Linked DNA regions of Mus musculus: region 1 is linked to region 2. The links are chromatin contacts, called in public promoter capture Hi-C maps. All regions are on one chromosome and are shown on one strand. The core of a region is the stretch at or near the end of the contact, and the rest is flanking DNA. Distances in the headings are between cores, read along the strand shown.

Region 1 (4,634 bases), core at 109-2,608, 1.2 Mb after region 2:
ATGCAGCTTCCACCAGAGCAGAGCAGAGCCATTCTGGCCCTGAGCAGCCATTTGTCAACTTGAAAAGGGAAATGAATTTGTCAATCTTTGGCTTGGCCTTTGACCCCTAGAGGGTTCGGACCCATGGCTCTGGAAATTTGGCTGCCGATTGTAGGCAGCCCTCAGTCACAGAATCAGGGGACTGTAGAGTATAGGGAGATGGAAATAGAAATCTTTGGTGGCATCCGTCACCCTGAACTTCTCCCTGCACATCTCTCAAGGTTTGCCCTACCACTAGCTTACATATCTAGAGGCAAAGCAGACTTCTAAGTGTTCTTAAGTTACATAGTGTGTCTCTGTGTGTGTGTATATGTGTGTGTGCAAGTCAGAGAACACTCTGCAGAAATTGGTTCTCCCTCAGCCGTGTAGGTCTAGTCAAGTTCGGCAGCAGTTGCATTTACTTGCTGAGCTATCTTGGATGGTCCCTAGCCTAGCACTCACTTTCTCTCTCTCTCTCTCTCTCTCTCTCTGTGCGCGCACACATGTGCTTGCACACTCGCTGCTGATGTGAATTCCATCTTAGCTAAAAACAGTGAGCAGGGAGCGCCCTTCCCTGTATCTCTTGTCTTGCTAAAACGTATTGCTCACTAATACTTAATGATATGATTTGACTCTCCAACCTATTCATGAGCTTGTTTGAAGGGAAGAATCCACTGGGTTAGTCATGGTAGGATATGACATCATACATAGCAAAGGTTCTTTGAATGCCTAAAATGAACTGTAAACGAACTCATTTGCATACTAGAAAAGACTGCTCTTTAAGCTGGATGTTCCCATTGGAGGGTTTCGTGAGCAAAGCAAACCAGATCTTCTGTGTCACTCCAGGTCTGGGCCTCAGCCTTGGCTTGGAGGATCGGGGCCCACATCTGGCTAAAGGTTCTGCCTTTCACTGGCCCTTGAGACTCACATAGTGTGTATGGGGGATGACGGGGTGAAGGTGGGTGGCAGTCCCAAACGTTGTTGAGCAGGCTTCTTGTGTTTTCAGTGTTGTTGAGTCTAGTTTAGGATCAATTAGAGGAGCTTTGGGCCTGAGGAGGATGCTGAACTTGGGTAACAGACACGGAAAGCTAGCCCACAACTTGAGATGGAAAACTCTGGGTTACCGGAGGCTCTGATCTTTGATGGGAGGGCATGCGGAAGTCCTGAATTGGAGCTGTCAGTCATAGGTTTGATCTCTTTCTCTGTGTCTGAGGAAAGGGGTGGGGTCTATACCGAGCTGTGGCGCGGAGGACTCCAAGCCGGTAGAGGGCGCTGCGCCTCGCGCCAGGCTTAGTTCGGCTCCGGGCCATCAGGGGGCGCTGTGGCGCGAGCGGCGCGGTGGGCTTCCGGCAGGTGGCGCCGTGGCCGCGGGGCCCAGGCCGGCGGGCGGGCGGCGGCGCGGCGCTGCGGCCGGCGGCTCGCGGCCCCGGAGCGGCGGCTGCGCGGGAGGTGGAGCGGCGGAGTGGCAGGCCCGGTGCGGGCTGGAGCGCGGGCGGCGAGCGCACGAGCCGCGGCCGCGCGGAGCCCGCCATGACGGCGCGAGTGTGAGGCGCGGCGAGCACCGGTCCAGTAGAGCGGCGGGCGCGCCGGCCTCTTATCCCGCAGCGGCCGGGCCGGGCCCTGATGAGCAGCGGCCTCGGCCTCCGGCGCAGCCCGGAAATGTCCGGCAAGATCGAGAAAGCAGGTGAGGCGGGCGGGCGGGCGGGCGGCGCGCCTCCTGGCCTCGTGCGCTAGACCCCCAGTCCGGGCCCCAGCCTGGCAGCGACGCCGCGAGGGCCATCTTTGAACCGGGCCTGCCCGGCGGCGGGGGGCCTGTGATGCTAGCAGGATTCTGGGGGAGCGAGTGGAGGTCCCTGTAGCCTTGTTCCCTGGAACATCCCACAATGGCTGGAGCCCGGGACCCTTAGGAGGCCTGGCCCCGACCGCATGCAGAAGAGCAGGCGCGCTCCAGAGGTGATCGGCAGCCCAGTTATAAAATGTGTCACTCCTAATGAGCCTCGAGTTTAACCACAAGTGTCCACTTCGGTGGCTTCAAAGGACAGCAGGCTAGGGTGTGTTGGAGCGATGTTTCAGGGAGCAGCCAAGTTGTCCTCTAATATTTCTGCCTTGCTCTGCAAGCAGGGCAAGTGGAGAGTCATTGGGGATGGGGGAATAAGGTGGATGCGATCTTGGTGCAAACCTCATCTCTTTGTGTGTTCCTGGAAATCTTGGGGAGTCGCCTCCCAGTTTTTCCCCCGCCCCCCGGCTTGCATATTCTGGGAGTTAGATACTCCCGAGAGTCAATTACTGTTGTGCATATGGGGCCCAGAGCTTAATTAGCCGTCAAGCAGGGACTCCTTTTACGGGAGGGCGGGTTCTTGGCTGGTAGGTAAGGTAGGCAGTGAGTGGTCCAGGGCCTGGGTTGGGGGTTGTCACAGTGGGGATACCCAGTTATCCTGGAAACTTAGTAGAGAAGGCAGACTTGTAAGAACCTGAAAAGGTGTTCGGCCGCACTAATTTTTGGAAGCTGCCATTTCATAGGTGGACTTGAGGATATTTGGATGTATATTAGCAGGGGACCAACCAGCAATGAATGTAACTTTTGCAGCCCTGGTTTAAACACAGGGACAAACGTTTTGGTATTCTCTTTTGAGCTATGTGTCTTCATTCTGTGTTTGGTCTCTGGGTTGTGTTGTTTATTAAACGTACTTGAAGATTGCCTGCCAAAGTATGGTCTCTGTTTTCAGGACCCAGAGAGGTTCAGTGAATGTTTGTAGCCCACCCAGCAAGGGGCATAGGTAGGGTATTGACATCTGTCTTCTGACAAGAAGTAGGATAGCATTCCCGTGGCTGGACTGTTCCTTTTCAGATGCTGTTTCTGGGGTGTTTGTCTCCTTGTCCTCTTGCCCCGGGGCCTTGTCTAGTGACTATGAGTCGCTTTCCTGAATACGTGCTGCTCTGGAAATATCCCTGACCCATCTGTGCAGCCCTGCTTAGGAACTCCTGATAGTGTCTCATCCGAATGGCACTGTTGGGAAACTTGGATGATTTATTTAAAAATAGCATTGATGCGCTGGAGAGACGGCTCACCAGTCAGGAGCACTTGTTGCTCCTGAGCAGCCTGGTTTGGTTTCTGGCAACCGCGTGCCGGCTCACAACCATCTTTAACTCCAGTTTCAGGGGGTCTGATGTCCTCTTCTGACCTCCATGGGCACCAGACTCACATGTGGTGGTGCACAGACACATAGACAGGCAAAGATTTATTGGTTGTAAAATGAAATAAATACATCTAAAATACATTTTAAATAGTGTTAGCTGAGTTTTCTTTATCAGAACAGCATGTGTCATTATGAAGAATTTGGAAGTCCTGGAAGTAGAGGGGCTGGCATGTGCTGTGTGTCATCTCACGGGCTTCTTTCCACAGCTCAGAATGACAGAGCTGTCTACTCAGTCTCAACCCCAGGCCTTTTCAGTAGAGGTCATGCCTGTGCCTTCCCAGGCCACTATCCTCTGCTAGGGACTGTCGCAGTGCCCTCTTTAGAAGAGCTTGTCTGGGGGCTGGTAGTGGTATCTATACTGCCAGGCCCCACGAATATTCTAAACCCAGCTGTGGAAGGTCCTGCAGTGCACTGTTCACTAGGCCAGGAAAAGAAAGGCTTTCTCTTTTTTTTTAAATTAATTTTTTTTACATCCCCCCCCCCAGGTCACCCCTTCACACAATCCCTTTCCCATCCCTTCTCTGAGCAGGTAACCCCACCTCCCAGGGTATCACCCCACCCTGGCACTTCAAGTCTCTGCAAGGCTTTCTTATGAAGGAGAATTGGCAGGAGACGGCTGCAGAAAGGCTGGGAGGAAGGTGTGTTTGGGGAGAAGCAGCTAGTAGTGAGAGAGTTCTCTGGCAGCCATAGCTGGGGATCACAGATGAGATGGCGGAAGATTAGGGTATGCTTGCCGTGAGGGCTTACCTTCTTGAAGCTTCTGTGCATCATCCTAGGTGAACTTGATGTGCAGTCCGCCACATGTTCTGTTTGGTTGTGAAGTGGACCTGCTGTCACGCATGAGCGATGGTGTGCCTGGAGGGACACCTTTCTTTATTCAGCCAGGTGACAAGTCTCTAGGTATTACAGAGGAGCCCACACCCAATAACAGTTGCTGCTGTTTCCTGTGCTTCAAAGCAACAGAAGTGTTTCCAAAATGTGCCTGTGTTCTCTCACCCTCAGAAAACAGACTACTGAGTTTTCTTCTCGGGGTTTGGGGGTGGGGTGGGAGTCTAAGGATTTTGAGTGAGCAGAAATCTTACACCCCTATCCTGGTCCTTCTAGTCAGTTTGCCTTCCCTGATCACTTTCACTTACACCTCTGAGGAGGAGCCTCTGGACCTGTCACTCAGTCATCCTGCAGCCCTGCCTGTGGCAGTCATCAGAAGTCAGCCTTCGTGGAGGTGAGGAAGGCAGCATTAGTGCTCTTCCTCTCCAAGTGCCCAGGAGGACCAGGACAGTGGCTGGGCTGGCAGTTAGATCAGGAGGAAAGTTGGGATGAGGGCATACTGTGGTCAGGGGCTGAAGGAGTTCTCTAGGAGACCACTGGGAGATGTGGCGAGGTGAGGCACCCTGGGGCCTATGCTGCTGTGCTTCTGCT
Region 2 (4,598 bases), core at 408-2,907:
ACACGTGGCCCTCTGACCTCCAACCACGTGTGGCATGGCGTACCCCCACACAGAGACAAGGCGAATGTATTTAAGAAGGTATGGGCAGCAGTTCCCATGTTCCTGCTTCCCACAGAAACACCTTGCGTCTGATTTTGGAACACAGACTCTTTCCGTGGACAGGCTCTTCCGAGGAGTTCTGCCACTCGTATGAACGCTTGACTTCACTAATTGGCCTTCGAGTGCCCGGGCAAAGGTGTGCGTGCCTGTCTGATGGGGAGGAGAACGTGGAAGCAAGTTTACTTGGACTTTCCTGTCTACAATCTATTCTGCTTTGAAATTGCATTCTATCATCTCTCTGCCCCGCCTTGTCCTAACTCGATTTGAGGTGCCATGCATTTACAACGTGGGACGCTGATTCCCAACTCTGACTCCTCATAAGTCTGCTTTTCCAGATGGCCCTCGTCCTGGCAGGCCTGGCTTGCACTTACTGGCATCTCATGCACCGTGGGGGCTCTGCTTCCGTAGGTTTGGTTACTGGTCCTGTACATGGAAACAGCTTCCTTGGTCCTGTGGGAGAGAGATGCACTGTTTCTCACACATACTCAGAATAAGTCAGCCAGGTCATAGCCTGGAAGAATTTGATTGATGGAACTTTATTGTCCCTGACGGTGGCAATACCATGTCCACGGGGCTCCCACTGAGAGCACTCTCTCCCAGCAGACCTTTCTCTCTGGCCTCCTCTGCTGGCCATGGCCCCTGATCTTTCCAAAGGGAAACCCTAGAGAACACCCAGCCAGCAAATGCTGGCGGAGGGGTCTTGGTGGGACTTTGGCACAGACTACCACTGCCAGGTATGTAAGCTACCTCGGAGACAGCGTCTCAACTTCCAGACCCTGGAAGTCCCTCTGCTTTTGAGCCCCAACCTTACAGAGGCCAAGCTCCTGTCAGGAGGGAAGGAGGTAAGAAATCTAGTTTGTGAGACTGTGGCCTGTGATAGAGGCTACCAGCCGCTCTTCTTCACACCCGAGGCCTCAGCAAGTTGTCTTCTTACTCGTGGAAAGGGAGTGTGCCTGCACCAGCTTCACACAAGTCAAGAAGGTTTCCATCCTTACTTCCCCGAAAACCAGGCTGCCCTGTAAGGTGTACAGCTTTCAGGGAAGCTTTAAAAATAGAGACATCCCCTGCCTGCAACAAGGCTATATTCACACACGTTCACTCTGTGGTTGCTCAGACAGCAGGACCCTAACAGTAATGATGACACAAATAAAGGTTCATGACTGGCTCCTTTTGACCTCAGTAGCCACAGCCACTTGAGAGTTCTCAAACACATGGCCAAAGCTAGGGCCGCCCTGCTGCATGAAGAAGGTAACCTCAGTCTTCCTTACCCGTAGCCATGAAACCACCCCGGGTTGTTGAACCTGACTGGGAGCTTCTCGCTAATGCGGTAGTAGTCGCTGGTCTTCTCTGGGGCAGGCTTAGCCTTGGGCTCCCCCGGCTCCGGCTCCTCTGGGGCAGGCTTAGCCTTGGGCTCCCCCGGCTCCGGCTCCTCTGGGGCGGGCTTAGCCTTGGGCTCCCCCGGCTCCGGCTCCTCCGCGGACTGTTGAGGTTTTTCTTCAGACATTTGGCCTCCCGCAGGAAACTAGCCCAGATCAAGTCTGTGCCTGCTGCGGCAAGGCGTCCTGTTGCTAGGCAATGAAGTCACCTGATCAGGAGGTGGGGCGGTCTTTTGTAGGTTGCTTTGGCTAGCAGCTAGCTGTAGGCAAGTCTAGAATCTTCCCGAGGGCGAATAACAAAGGAGACCGTAAGTTCTAAACAAGGAATTCCAAGCTTCCACACGCTGCTCCTCAGGGAGATCCGCTGACCTTTTTCTGGGACTGTGGGAACATCCTTGTATCGTCCCAAAATGCACTAGGAGGCAGATCCTGGACGAATGAAACCTTAGAACCTGGGATTTCACCAGCCAATAGGCAGGAATTAGGTGCTTCCAATCTCTGCCTGAGCAAGTACAAGTCTGTCGTTTACTGTCCTGGCCATGGCCTCTATCACCCAATACCCCCACAACTCAGCCTAAATCTAGATGTGAGGTGCTGCTAAATTTAGGGAATCCTAGGCCATATATTGGTGAAATATAAAAAATGATCTTGTGAACCATGCACATAGTTCAGCATTAATGACGTGCTAGCGCAATGCCAGGAGGCAGATCTCTGAGTTCGAGGCCAGCCTGATTTAAAAAGAGAGTACTAGACCAGTCAGGAGTATATAGTGAAACCCTGTCTTAACAACAATAATAAAAATAAATAGTAATTTTAAAACAAACAATAAAAAATTACTTAGGGCACAGTGTGGTGGTGTGCACCAATAATTCCAACACCCAGGGGACAGAGGCAGTCAGATCTCTATGAATGTCTGGCCAGTCAGGGAGATTGTTGTTGTTGTTGTTGCTGTCATCGTCGTCGTCATCATTGTCAATGTCATCGTTGTTGTCGTCATAGTTTAATGTAATTTGGGGATGGAGAGATGGCTCAGCAATTTAGGGCATTCATTGCTCTTGTAGGGAACCTGGATTCAACTCCCAGAGCCTACAAGGTGACTCATAAACACTTTTAACTCTAGTTCCTGGAGGTCAGACACCTGCTCTCCACAGGGACAAGGCACTCACAAGGTACACATACATACATGTAGGCAAAAAATAAGTAAAACTAAAACAAATGTTAAAAAATAAAAAAAATGCATGCTGGAGCGACGACTCAGCAGTTAAGAGCACTGACTGCTCTTCCACAGGTCCTGAGTTCAATTTCCAGCAACCACATGGTGGCTCACGACCATCTGTAATGGGATCTGATGCCCTCTTCTGGTGTGTCTGAAGATAGTCACAGTGTATTCATATACATAAAATAAATAGTTTTTTTTAATGCACTTATAAAACAAACAATAAACGGGGCGGTGGTAGGGCATGCCTTCAATCTCAGCTCTCCAGAGGCAGAGGCGGGTTGCTCTCTGAGTTCAAGCCAACCTGGTCTACATAGCGAATACCATGACAGTCAAGGCTCAAGGCTACGGAGAAACCGGGTCTCAGGAAAAACAAAACAAAACAAAACAAAAACAAAAACAAAAACAACAACAAAAAAAAACAGCAACCCTAAAAACAACCTCTAAAAACCAATTTGAACAAGAGGGTCGCCTCCTCCAGAGGATGCTGTAATTTTATCGAGAGGAACGAGCTGTGGGTGAGAGGTCGCTCATTCTAGCTCAGCCCCACGTCCCAGCTGAGTGCAGACCACTGGTCACAGTGCCAACTCGCCCATTTACAAGGATGCGGGCGCAGCGAGCGGTGCACAGCGGAGAGGGTCCTCCGGGCCAGCAAGCGGCGCTGCGACCCCGCGCGCTCAGAGGAGGAGGCGCTCTGCCGGGCAGGAAGAGTCTCTGCAGGATCTCTGTCCACGCGCCCGCCATGGCGCCCGCTCCGGCCGTGCTGACCCGGCTGCTGTGTGCAGGTGAGCGCGGTGAATCTCGGAGATGGGGGGAACCCGGGGATCCGAGAGGGGAGGACAGGGACGAGGGTTGGACGCGCCCCCACCGGCTCTTTCCCCGCAGGTGTGCGGCGCTGGCCAGGTTTCCTGCAGAAGGCGATCCCGGGCCCTGCGGAGCAGAATGGTAGGAAGGTCACGGGAGCCCCGGTCCCCGCAGTCAGCGAGCCCCAGGATGGCGACGGTAAAGATCAGCGGGTGGAGCTGGGCCGGGGCGCGGAATCGTGGAGAGGTTGTCATTGCAGGGTCCCCAAAGGAACCCAGTACCAATCTAAGTGTGGTGGGAGGGAGATAGAACCCCTGTGGCCTGGTAGCTCTCGAAACCCGTGAAGACTTACTTTTGTATCTGTCCATCTTGCTGGTCTTCTGGAGGGGCGTTTAAGGCACCCGAAGTCAACGAGGCCCCTGGTTCGTTTTCCTCTTACATCTGTGGAGATTAAGGGAAGAGGACTTGGCCAGGTTTTCCCCGCACACAGTCACTTTAGACCTTGACACTAGTCCCTCGGTGTTGCAAAAATGCCCCTGTGTCTTCCAGATCTTTCCTGGCGTTTCCTCACAGCTTTGAGTTTCCCACTCCCAGGAGACTGGTGAGTCTTTGGTTGGTTGGTGATGGGCCACAGTGTCTGCCCTTACTCTCTTTTTCAGATTTCCAGAGCAGGATCCTAGATACGCCATTACAGCATTCGGATTTCTTCAATGTCAAGGAGCTGTTTTCTGTGAAGAGCCTCTTCGAGGCCCGAGTACACCTGGGACATAAAGCTGGTTGCCGCCATAGGTAGTTGGCACAGGCCGTGTGGGCAGAGTGGTGGAGTTGGGTCAGGGTTGGAAGTGGGGGCAGGGTGGGGGTGTCTGCGGCAACACCAAGTGCAGTGCTAGTATTGATGCTGGTTCACAGACAGGGTGAAAACTGAGGGTCATGGCAGGCGGGGGAGCCCGGTGGAGAGGACCTGCTGTATAGAACAGAAGTGGCCCTAGAGAGTTAAACTGGGCAGAGCACCTTGGTTGGGTTCATGTTTATCTGCAGTTGGTTCTCAAATCTCCACAGGGAGAAGGTGGGACAGGTTGAGCCACAAACCTGATTGTCTGTGC

What was found. Promoter capture Hi-C pulls out the DNA fragments that hold promoters and counts their contacts.
Region 1: a contact with region 2 is called in a promoter capture Hi-C map of hematopoietic stem and progenitor cells, with 2.9 times the contacts expected there. The contact joins the promoter of Rapgef1 here to the promoter of 1700007K13Rik in region 2. A contact is called at or near these places in 2 of 39 promoter capture datasets (hematopoietic stem and progenitor cells and liver).

The regions. Positions count from the first base shown.
Region 1 is chr2:29,618,362-29,622,995 of GRCm38.p6, forward strand. Rapgef1 (Rap guanine nucleotide exchange factor (GEF) 1) reads left to right here and starts at 1,359. Exons shown (of 26, transcript NM_001039087.1): 1 at 1,359-1,702. The coding sequence starts at 1,642.
Region 2 is chr2:28,464,667-28,469,264 of GRCm38.p6, forward strand. 1700007K13Rik (RIKEN cDNA 1700007K13 gene) reads right to left here and starts at 1,658. Exons shown (of 3, transcript NM_027040.1): 1 at 1,368-1,658; 2 at 471-549. The coding sequence starts at 1,603. Mrps2 (mitochondrial ribosomal protein S2) reads left to right here and starts at 3,400. Exons shown (of 4, transcript NM_080452.3): 1 at 3,400-3,476; 2 at 3,577-3,693; 3 at 4,155-4,284. The coding sequence starts at 3,434.